Regions from separate parts of the Mus musculus genome. Here all the other regions are linked to region 3. Evidence: chromatin contacts called from public promoter capture Hi-C data. All regions are on one chromosome and are shown on one strand. Each heading gives the region's core, a stretch centred on a gene start, on an enhancer-like site or on the middle of the called end of the contact. The rest is flanking DNA. Distances are from core to core; before and after follow the strand shown. Region 1 holds the start of Gpr89 (G protein-coupled receptor 89). Region 2 holds the start of Polr3c (polymerase (RNA) III (DNA directed) polypeptide C). Region 3 holds the start of Them4 (thioesterase superfamily member 4).

What was found. Promoter capture Hi-C pulls out the DNA fragments that hold promoters and counts their contacts.
Region 1: a promoter capture Hi-C map of pre-B cells shows a contact between it and region 3, with 7 times the contacts expected there. The contact joins the promoter of Gpr89 here to the promoter of Them4 in region 3. A contact is called at or near these places in 2 of 39 promoter capture datasets (liver and pre-B cells).
Region 2: a contact with region 3 is called in a promoter capture Hi-C map of liver, with 2.8 times the contacts expected there. The contact joins the promoter of Polr3c here to the promoter of Them4 in region 3. A contact is called at or near these places in 2 of 39 promoter capture datasets (liver and pre-B cells).

The regions. Positions count from the first base shown.
Region 1 is chr3:96,903,845-96,906,547 of GRCm38.p6, reverse strand. Gpr89 (G protein-coupled receptor 89) reads left to right here and starts at 1,250. Exons shown (of 14, transcript NM_026229.4): 1 at 1,250-1,366. The coding sequence starts at 1,325.
Region 2 is chr3:96,726,080-96,729,046 of GRCm38.p6, reverse strand. Polr3c (polymerase (RNA) III (DNA directed) polypeptide C) reads left to right here and starts at 1,608. Exons shown (of 15, transcript NM_028925.1): 1 at 1,608-1,698. Rnf115 (ring finger protein 115) reads right to left here and starts at 1,436. Exons shown (of 9, transcript NM_026406.3): 1 at 1,137-1,436. The coding sequence starts at 1,238.
Region 3 is chr3:94,308,502-94,311,387 of GRCm38.p6, reverse strand. Them4 (thioesterase superfamily member 4) reads right to left here and starts at 1,256. Exons shown (of 6, transcript NM_029431.1): 1 at 1,100-1,256. The coding sequence starts at 1,171. It overlaps Gm36010 (a long non-coding RNA gene), which reads left to right and starts at 1,335. Exons shown (of 4, transcript XR_867460.2): 1 at 1,335-1,516.

The DNA.
Region 1 (2,703 bases), core at 1-2,500, 2.6 Mb before region 3:
CTGAGTTATACACATATGAAGCAGGCTGAGCAAGCCACAAGTAAGCCAGTAAGCAACACACACACACACACACACACACACACACACACACACACACCCATTGCCTCTGCATCAGCTCCTGCCTCAGGATCCCTGCCCTGTTTGAGTTCCTGTCATGACTTCCCTCAAAAGGGAACTACAGTGTGAAAGTGTAGGCTGAAATAAACCCTTTTCTCCCCAACTTGTTTTCGGTCATGGTGTTTCAACACAGCAATAGTAGCCCTAACTAGGACAGGCTGCTTGGTAAGACAGGCTTCAGATCAAAGGAACAGGGGTCTTTCTTTATGTGTGGCAACCTGGGGGAATGTTCTTGTTTATTTATATTATAATCTGAGCACTCACTTTCTAGATACCAGCATCCCCTGCAACATACACTTGCACCCTTACAAGCCTTGACTGTAACTAGTCTTTACAATAAGACTAGCTAGGGTTCTAGTGGGAAAAGTCTAAGTCCCATTGTAGTATATTAAGCCTTCATAAATGGAGTATCTAATGGAAGGAATTATAATTCACTTTGTAGTTGAGCCACAGCCACTCAGACTGTGTTGGGAAGGGGGAAACTACTTTCTAACATAGCCCACCTTTAAGACTCCTACGTAATTATTATTTTGAATTAAAATCTGTCTTCATGTAATTTCTCGTCCTTTGGCCTAATACTCCACACCCTAAAGCGCCAACTATAATGGCGGTCTCATTAGAGTCCAATGAGTGCACACTCTTATAAGCCGTGTGCTTTTGACGTTATCATATCAGAAATTTACTTAGCTATGTTTGAGAAGACTCTTACGTTCCTGTCCACCATCCTTTCGCTTATAGATGTCACACTGCTTTTTAAACCAAGTAAAATCTGTAACATCTGCAACACACTACTTGACTTAAAGCCTCACTCGCTATGTTAACTTATTTTTACTTTCTGCCGTGTTGGGAATGTCACTGAGGACCTCGCACAACTCTCACCCCAGTGTTTCTAGCTATGAAAAATATAAAAATAATTTCATTATATTTAATGGCAGTGCCACTTAAAGCAAATGTTACCTCTCCTCACCTCCTTGTGCCTACTAAGAAGAAACACATCTGCTTTGAGTCTACCCAGCGGCTTCCAGCCCTGCCCACCCTCACCTTCCAGGCAAACGGAGAATGCGGCCGCTGATTGGCTGGCTAGGGCGCATCTTGATGACGTAAGCACGCGCCAGGCCAGGCCGCCTACCACAGCAGGTGGACAGGTCTTAAGCCGCGGCTTCTCTGAGGGGTAGACAGCTGGGCATGGGCCTCCCGAGGCTTCGCCATGAGCTTCCTGATCGACTCCAGCATCATGATCACCTCCCAGGTGAGCCTTGGGAGAACCTGGATTTGCTCAGCCCGCTCCCTTGCCCGGGTGGCGAAGGCTGACGTGTGGTGCTGTCACTCACCTAGCGTGCGTCCCCAGACTCTGGGGAGGGCCTGGCTGGCCCCAGCGCTGAGCCGGTGCCATGCGGGGGTCAGTACCCACGGCGCCCCGAGGCTTCCGGGCAGCTCCGCGGACCACGGAGCCTGGAGAAGCTTGGCTCCCGGCGGGAGGCCCACGGCAGCGTGCCTACCAGGGCTGAGGACCGGGACGGGTATGGGCTTTGCAGGATCCGGGTGCTGACACGTTTGCCTCCGCGAGGTCCAAGTCTGAGCTTTCCTTTGTGCAGTGACACCTCATCTTTCGTTCTCTGGTTGCTGTTCACTCTTTGCGGGTCGCGGTCGACCCACGTTTTCTTCTCACTTGGCCACCTCTATCTACCGTTAAACAAAACCGAAGAAGTATAAACCACTGGCAAGTTCTGCTCGCTTCGTCTAGTGAGCCTCTTGCTTTTCCCATCAGTCGTGTCTCTCCAGGGTTTCCTCCCACCCCACCCCAAGTGTTTATGATAGCCCTGATATCATGTATGTATTTATGTGCATAGCCATGTACCCACTTTCAAATGCAAGCACTCACTAAGCAACTGCAGACGCTTCTTTGCTTGCATTATCGCTCTCACCCCGCATCTTTCCAGTAAAAGATTTTTTTTTCTCTTCATCGCATCCAAATGGCAAGGGAAAGAAACAGTTCCCCTGAGGGACGTAAGTGAGGTACATCCTTGAATTTAGGGTTTGTGCAGCTGCATCCCAATGCTTCCCTCAGCAGAGCATTGCCCTCACCTCTTGAAAACGTCGGTAACAACACTTAAGAAAATGTAAAACAAGAAAAAGCCAACCCATTTCACCACTCTAATACAGTAACCATTTTTCCCTTTTCAAAATTAATACCTTTCAAGTACATTTGACTGCTTTTGTTGCTAGCATAGTGTTCAAATCTGTAAATACACAAAACTCTGGACACTCTGCCTTCTGCTTCAAATCTCTCTGCGCCTCCCCTGTTGTCCTTGATAATGACACAGAGTGGCTTTCAGCCTTACTACCAATTCAAGAAAAAAAAAAACATTTAAGTTTTAAGAGTTTTTCCCCCCACAGGTAAATATAAATGTCCATTCCCAGCTTGTTAAAGAGTACAAAAATAAGAGTATAATTAGAAAATTTCCATGCACTTTCACCTGTGAGATTAACATGAACATAATTCAAAAGTTCCCAAGAATATGGCTTTCTAAACTTTTATGCCTTAAATTTATAATCTTTAACTTTTACAAATATATCCACATGAAA
Region 2 (2,967 bases), core at 359-2,858, 2.4 Mb before region 3:
AAGCCAGGAATGGCGGTGCACACTTTTAATCCCAACCCTAGGAAGGCAGAAGCAGACAGACCTCTGTGAGCTCTAGGCCAGCCTGATCCGAATAAGCAAGTTCCAGGACAGCCAGGACAACATGGTGAGACTTTGGTGCAAAAAGCAAACAAAAAACAGAAAGACACCATGTATTCAAGATACTGTGATTATAAAATAAATTATGACATAGCCACTCGTTTTAAGAAATGTCGCCACCGAACAAGAAAAAGGCTTATTATAATTGGGGGCGCTGGCACTGGCTAGCATGCTGCAGAAACCTTTTCTTAAAGCATAGCCCTACCTCTCTATTGGCTGACAGCCTGGCAGAGCCAATTTTATATCAGAGAAAGCAGTCCCAACATTCTGTTCTTTTTTTGTTTTCCTGGGCAGAAAAAAAAAAAAAATGGAGGGGGTGGGCTAGGAAAGTGGAGCTAAAGACACTGGCAACGTGATATCCAAAATAAGTTGAGACAGTACGTCCTACCTTCTTCCCAAAGCCATTTCCTTCGATAGCAACAGGGAGCGCAGTCTGCAAGTCATTGGTACACTGCTATTTTCACTTTCACAAGAACCCAAAAACCACTGAAGAACAAAATCTCCCTCTTCCCTGTTACCTTCCAAACCTCCTCTTTCTGTACTTCAACAAAACCTACTAAGAAGTCCTCAGCAATATGCTATTTCGGCTCACTGAGGATGCAGAAGGGGGGAGGATCTGGTTGAGAAGTGGGAAGAAAAATAAAGAGTAGGTGAGCCGCAAAAACGGAAAGAGTACAGGGGATAGGTCATCGCGAAAAGACAAGGAAGGGGACTGAGAGCAAATTGGACGCAGATTTGCCCGAGAATTCACCGAGGAGACAAAAAAAGATGGGGGTGGTATTAAAGAGCGGAAGCGAAATGAGGGGCTGATTGGAGACGCCGCGGAAATGAGGGATAGGCAGGACCCTGGCCCTGATGCCCAGGGTTTGCGACCAGTGCCCGGAGACAGCGGGCAGCAGGTACCGAGAACACCGGTGTCAAGGGAATCACGGGTGTGCGGGCAGCCTAAGACCCGGTTTCCAGCCCTAGGAGCCAAGGACCTACGCGGCGCCGGAGCGCGGGACACACGGGGCTCTTACCGGTAGTTTGGGATTGACCTCGCCCTTACAAAAGTGGCAGAAGAAACGGTGTGCGGCGACAGCGGAGCCCGCGTCCGCCCCCGCCGCCGAGGCCTCCGCCATGTTTCGCCTCCGCCGAGGATGTCCGAAAGGGCGGCCGGCGGTCCCTCCCCAGGCCGCTACCTCCCGTGCTGCGGTCGCCACCGCCGTCGCCGCCTCCTCTGGGCGGCCCGCCGCTCCGAGGCCCGCAAGGGTCACGTGAGTCCGCCCGGCCCCGAGAGGCCCGCCCGCCAGCGGCCACGCGACCCGAGGCCCGCCTCCCGGCACCAAAGGCAGAGGAGAGCCCGCCCGCCGGCACCTCAGACAGCCCCTGGCCGGTCCTCCAGCCTCCCAACGAGAGGAGAGAAAGAGCGTCCCCGGAAACCACCGACACTGTCGGCTAGAGCGGCCCGTGCTCTGACCCTTCCGCGTCCGCCTGGATGGTGCTCTACTTCTAAGAAGGGGCGATGGGAAGCTCATGAGCTGAGGCTGCTGGCCTCGGGAGGACAACATTTGGAGCTTCTAAATTAGCCCCGACCCTGAGGTTAGTGAAAACGCTGCCGGAATGAGGAGGCCCTGACTCAGGGCCAAGAAACAAAGTCCGGAACAGAAACTTGCATGAAGGGAGAGGAGCCAGGAAATGCATTCAAGGATGGCAACTGGTCTAAGGATGTTTCTCCAAAGACGTGTGTGTGGCTAAGTGAAATAGTCTTCTCTGCGACACTGTGGCAAGAGGGACAAAAATTTAGGTTCGAGAGAGTTGGAGCTTGTGATAGGGAGGTAATTTCAAAATCAACTACACCCATTCCTGCTTGTGTCTCATGATGTAAAAATTTAATATGGTTCTCAATGGAACATAACTTCATCTCCTAATTGAAATACCCTAAGAAGCTCTTTTTTTACTTTATCTATCTAAGTCGTGGTTTATGGCTTGGGAATAAGTTGTACCCCACTGGGTCATGAGCCTTAGGTCTTTGTATCTGTGACAGAAAGTTATTCGCACTTTCCCTCCCCCTTTGCTTTTAAAGGTCTCACTCTGGACCAGATTTGCTTGGTATTTATTATGTAGCCCAGGCTGGCCTTCAGTTTATGACAGTCTTCTAGCTTTAGTGCTGGAAATACAGATGTTAGCCACCATACCGAGATGAATCCAGTCTTTAAAGATTATTGGAACCACAAACCACATATATTCCCATTAAAATAAATGGCATATATAGGGGAGGATGGCTTGCCTTTTTTTTTTTTTTTTTTTTAATTTTAATAGGATCTCATGTAGCCAACCTGGTTTTGAACTCAATATGTAACCATGAGCTCCTGACCCTCATACTTCCACCTCCTAAGTGCTGAAATTGTAGGCTTGCACCACCATACCTGGCTTTAGAAAACAAATTTGATGTCTAGTTTTCTAGTTCTTTGTTTTGGTGGGTGGTGGGTGTATTACCCACCAGAGTCTTGCTGTATAACACAGGCTGGCTTTGAACTCACTTTGTGCCCAGGTTGACCTGGAACTATTGATTCTTTGACTTTGGTCTCCTGTGTGCAAGAATTACAGGCAGTGTACACCATCATATCTGACCATTGCAATTACTAAATGACAACACATTAGGAATATTTTATGGTAGTTATATTGTATGAAGTCATTTTAAATGTTGGCATAGTATACTCTCTTAAGGTTATACTATAATTTATTGATAGATGCTAGATTATTTATGTCAATGCCAGTATTGTGAAGAGAACTCATGGCATGGTTTTTACTACATCCTTGGAACAAAGGATCTCAACTTATAAATATTAAGGCAAATATATGCCTTAA
Region 3 (2,886 bases), core at 7-2,506:
AGGCTCCAACATGTAATTAAACTAATTCATATTTGTTGTTGTAAGACTAGCACGAATCATTTTCTTTTCTAATCGGCAAGATGGTACCTGGCTGATGTCAATACATCAACATTCATCATTATTTTAAAATTGTGTGTGTGTGTCTATCACCCAGGGCCTCCAGCCCTCTTATTGTCTAGCAGGAAGCTGCAATAGCTTGAGAGAGATGCCACTCCCCTAATAATCAAAGTTCTTTTTCATTTCTCAATACAGAGCTGTTCCCTGTCAGCTGTCGTTCTTTATTACAACACATTGTATACAAACATTTGATTTGGCAAACTGATCCCATTCTCCCAAATTAAACCCGTAAATTTCTTGGGCGGAACGTTTTTTCCCCTTAGCTAACTATAATACGACCTATCGTCAGTGGCCAATCACACCTGACATATATGATAGTCTTTAAACTAACAGGCTCCCATTAGACAGTTTGGGCTAACTCTATCGAGCCAGTCCAAGAGCAATTTCTTTGATAGAGACAGTTCTTACTGTCGATATACATTTTCAGTACACACGGACACACACGCGGGCGTGAGTTGGAGCTCAACAAGTATTGACTACATCAATAGAACAAAGGCAGGGATAAAAATATGGACAGGCAACATTTAAGATTTACATTCCAGGTATGCTAAATGCTTCCCTTGCATTATCTCATTTAGTCTCATAACATCCTCTAAGATGATGAAAACGGGCTAGAGAGGGAGTAATTATCTGACAATCAGAAGTCTACTTCTTCCTGAATTGGTTATAACGAATCAGAGTCTATCAGGATTAGATCCCTGCTAAGGATAAATGGTCTTCTCCAGGGGTCAATAATGGCTCTTTCACAGTTTTCTGGGTGACCTTGCTTATCCTTTCTTATTATCTCAGTCTTAGTAGTGGCGATCCCATCCCTGCAGACCTAGTTCAACCTTGAGTCACTTTCCCTTCCGGCTCCTCCCGATTCGAATCTCAGGGCAGAAGAGCCCAAGAGCCCCGTCACAGCCAGGGGCAGGTGTTAGCTTAGTCTCGGTCGTGCTGTCTCCCCTTCTCGCCCCACGAAAGCAAGCGTCCCGGGACTCACCCTAGCTGCTCCTGGCCGCCTCGCAGGCGTGGCCCCAAGAGTGCGCAGGCGCATAGCGCAGTTTCTCAGCATTGCTCAAGCCGAGGGCAGGACGCTGCTCTCTGCTCTGTTCCAGAAAGAGCCACACTATCCACACGCCGACTCTGGGCTATTAACTGTGGAGGCGGGCGGGTGGAGGGCGGAGCCGCGCGCCGCCCACAGTGCTGGCGCCTCTCCGAATCCGGGCGGACCGAATCCTCTACACCCGCTTTTGGTTCCGGGAGATTTTGCGTCCGGCTCTCAGCCACGGTTACTGCACTGGCGCAGCGAGACAGCCTAGTTTAGTTCCTTGTTCACAGGCAGTTTAACGCTCCAGCCAGCGAAAGACTCATCATCTCGGCCGAACAGGAGCACACACAAGGAGTGGATAACCACTAGGTGCGGGTTGATGGTGTTGGTCTTCTGGGTGTAGAACACGTGCACATACATTTAAAACTCTGTCAGTCTCTACTATTTAACAGGTACACTCTTCAGGTGCCCCTTCTCTCCGCACGCGCGCATATGTGTCTGTGTACTGAAAATGTATATCAACTTTTACTCTAGTAAGAACCGTCTCTATCAAAGAAATTGCTCTTGGTCTGGCTCGATAGAGTTAGCCCAAACTGTCTAATGGGAGCCTGTTAGTTTAAAGACTATCCGTTGATTCACTGATTTGTTCTTTCTGTGCTGGGAACAGAAGAATCTCAGTGTCCCACAAAGGAATACAGAAGCAAAGCAATTATTTTTGTCAAAGGGTGCACCAAGATCCAACTACAGTTAGCAAGCACACAGGGGACAGGTGGTGACTGCCCCACGCTCCCCTGACCCCAATTGCCCGGCGTTTGTTGTGATTGACTAGTTTTAAAATGATAATTACAAAGGAAATGAAAAACTAATAGAAGGAGTTGTGGATAGTCTAATATTTGGATAGTGGTGTCATAAAGCATTTAATTCTAGCACTTAGGGGCAGAGGTGGGTGGTTCAAACCAGCTAAGACAACATAATGATACCTTATCTCAAAAACCTAACCAAACCAAACAACAAAAAGCAAAACAAAAACAAAGAAAGGAAGAGAAATCTGCATTGAGTTGGAGATATGGTTCGTAAGTTTAAAAGCAATGGTTAGAATCTGAGCGCCCACATGGCAGCTCACAGCTGTTTGCAATTCCAGTTCCAGGGGATTGGATACCCTCTCTTTCTTTTGGTTTCTGTGGGCACCAGGCATGCATGTGGTGCACAGACAAAACACCCATATAAATAAAGTCAAATAACAATAATAATAGTTGTTCTCTACTCTGTTTCACAGTGAGTCTTATATGCCTTCAAGTTCTTCTGTCTTTTACCTAAGACACCCTTTTTTTGTTTGTTTTTTGTTTTTTGTGTTTTGTTTTTCGAGGCAGGGTTTTTCTATGTAGCTCTGGCTGTCCTGAAACTCACTCTGTAGACCAGACTGGCCTCGAACTCAGAAATTCAACTGCCTCTGCCTCCCAAGTGCTGGGATTAAAGGCGTGTGCCACCACGCCTGGCCAAGACACCCATTTTTATCTGAAAGCTTTCTCTTTTGTTGGAGGCTAGAGCTAGAGGTGCCTGACATGAAGGAATAGAGTTGGTTACATACCACAATTCTAGACAACAGCGAGAGTACAATAGGAAAGGGATTAGGGACTTTATTTTTGAGTTTCTAAGGTCAGAAAGACAGTGGTCTAATGACATCCTGAGAACTGCCTCCAGGGGCTAGGGATAGCTGCAAGATTGTACAGGGTAAGAAC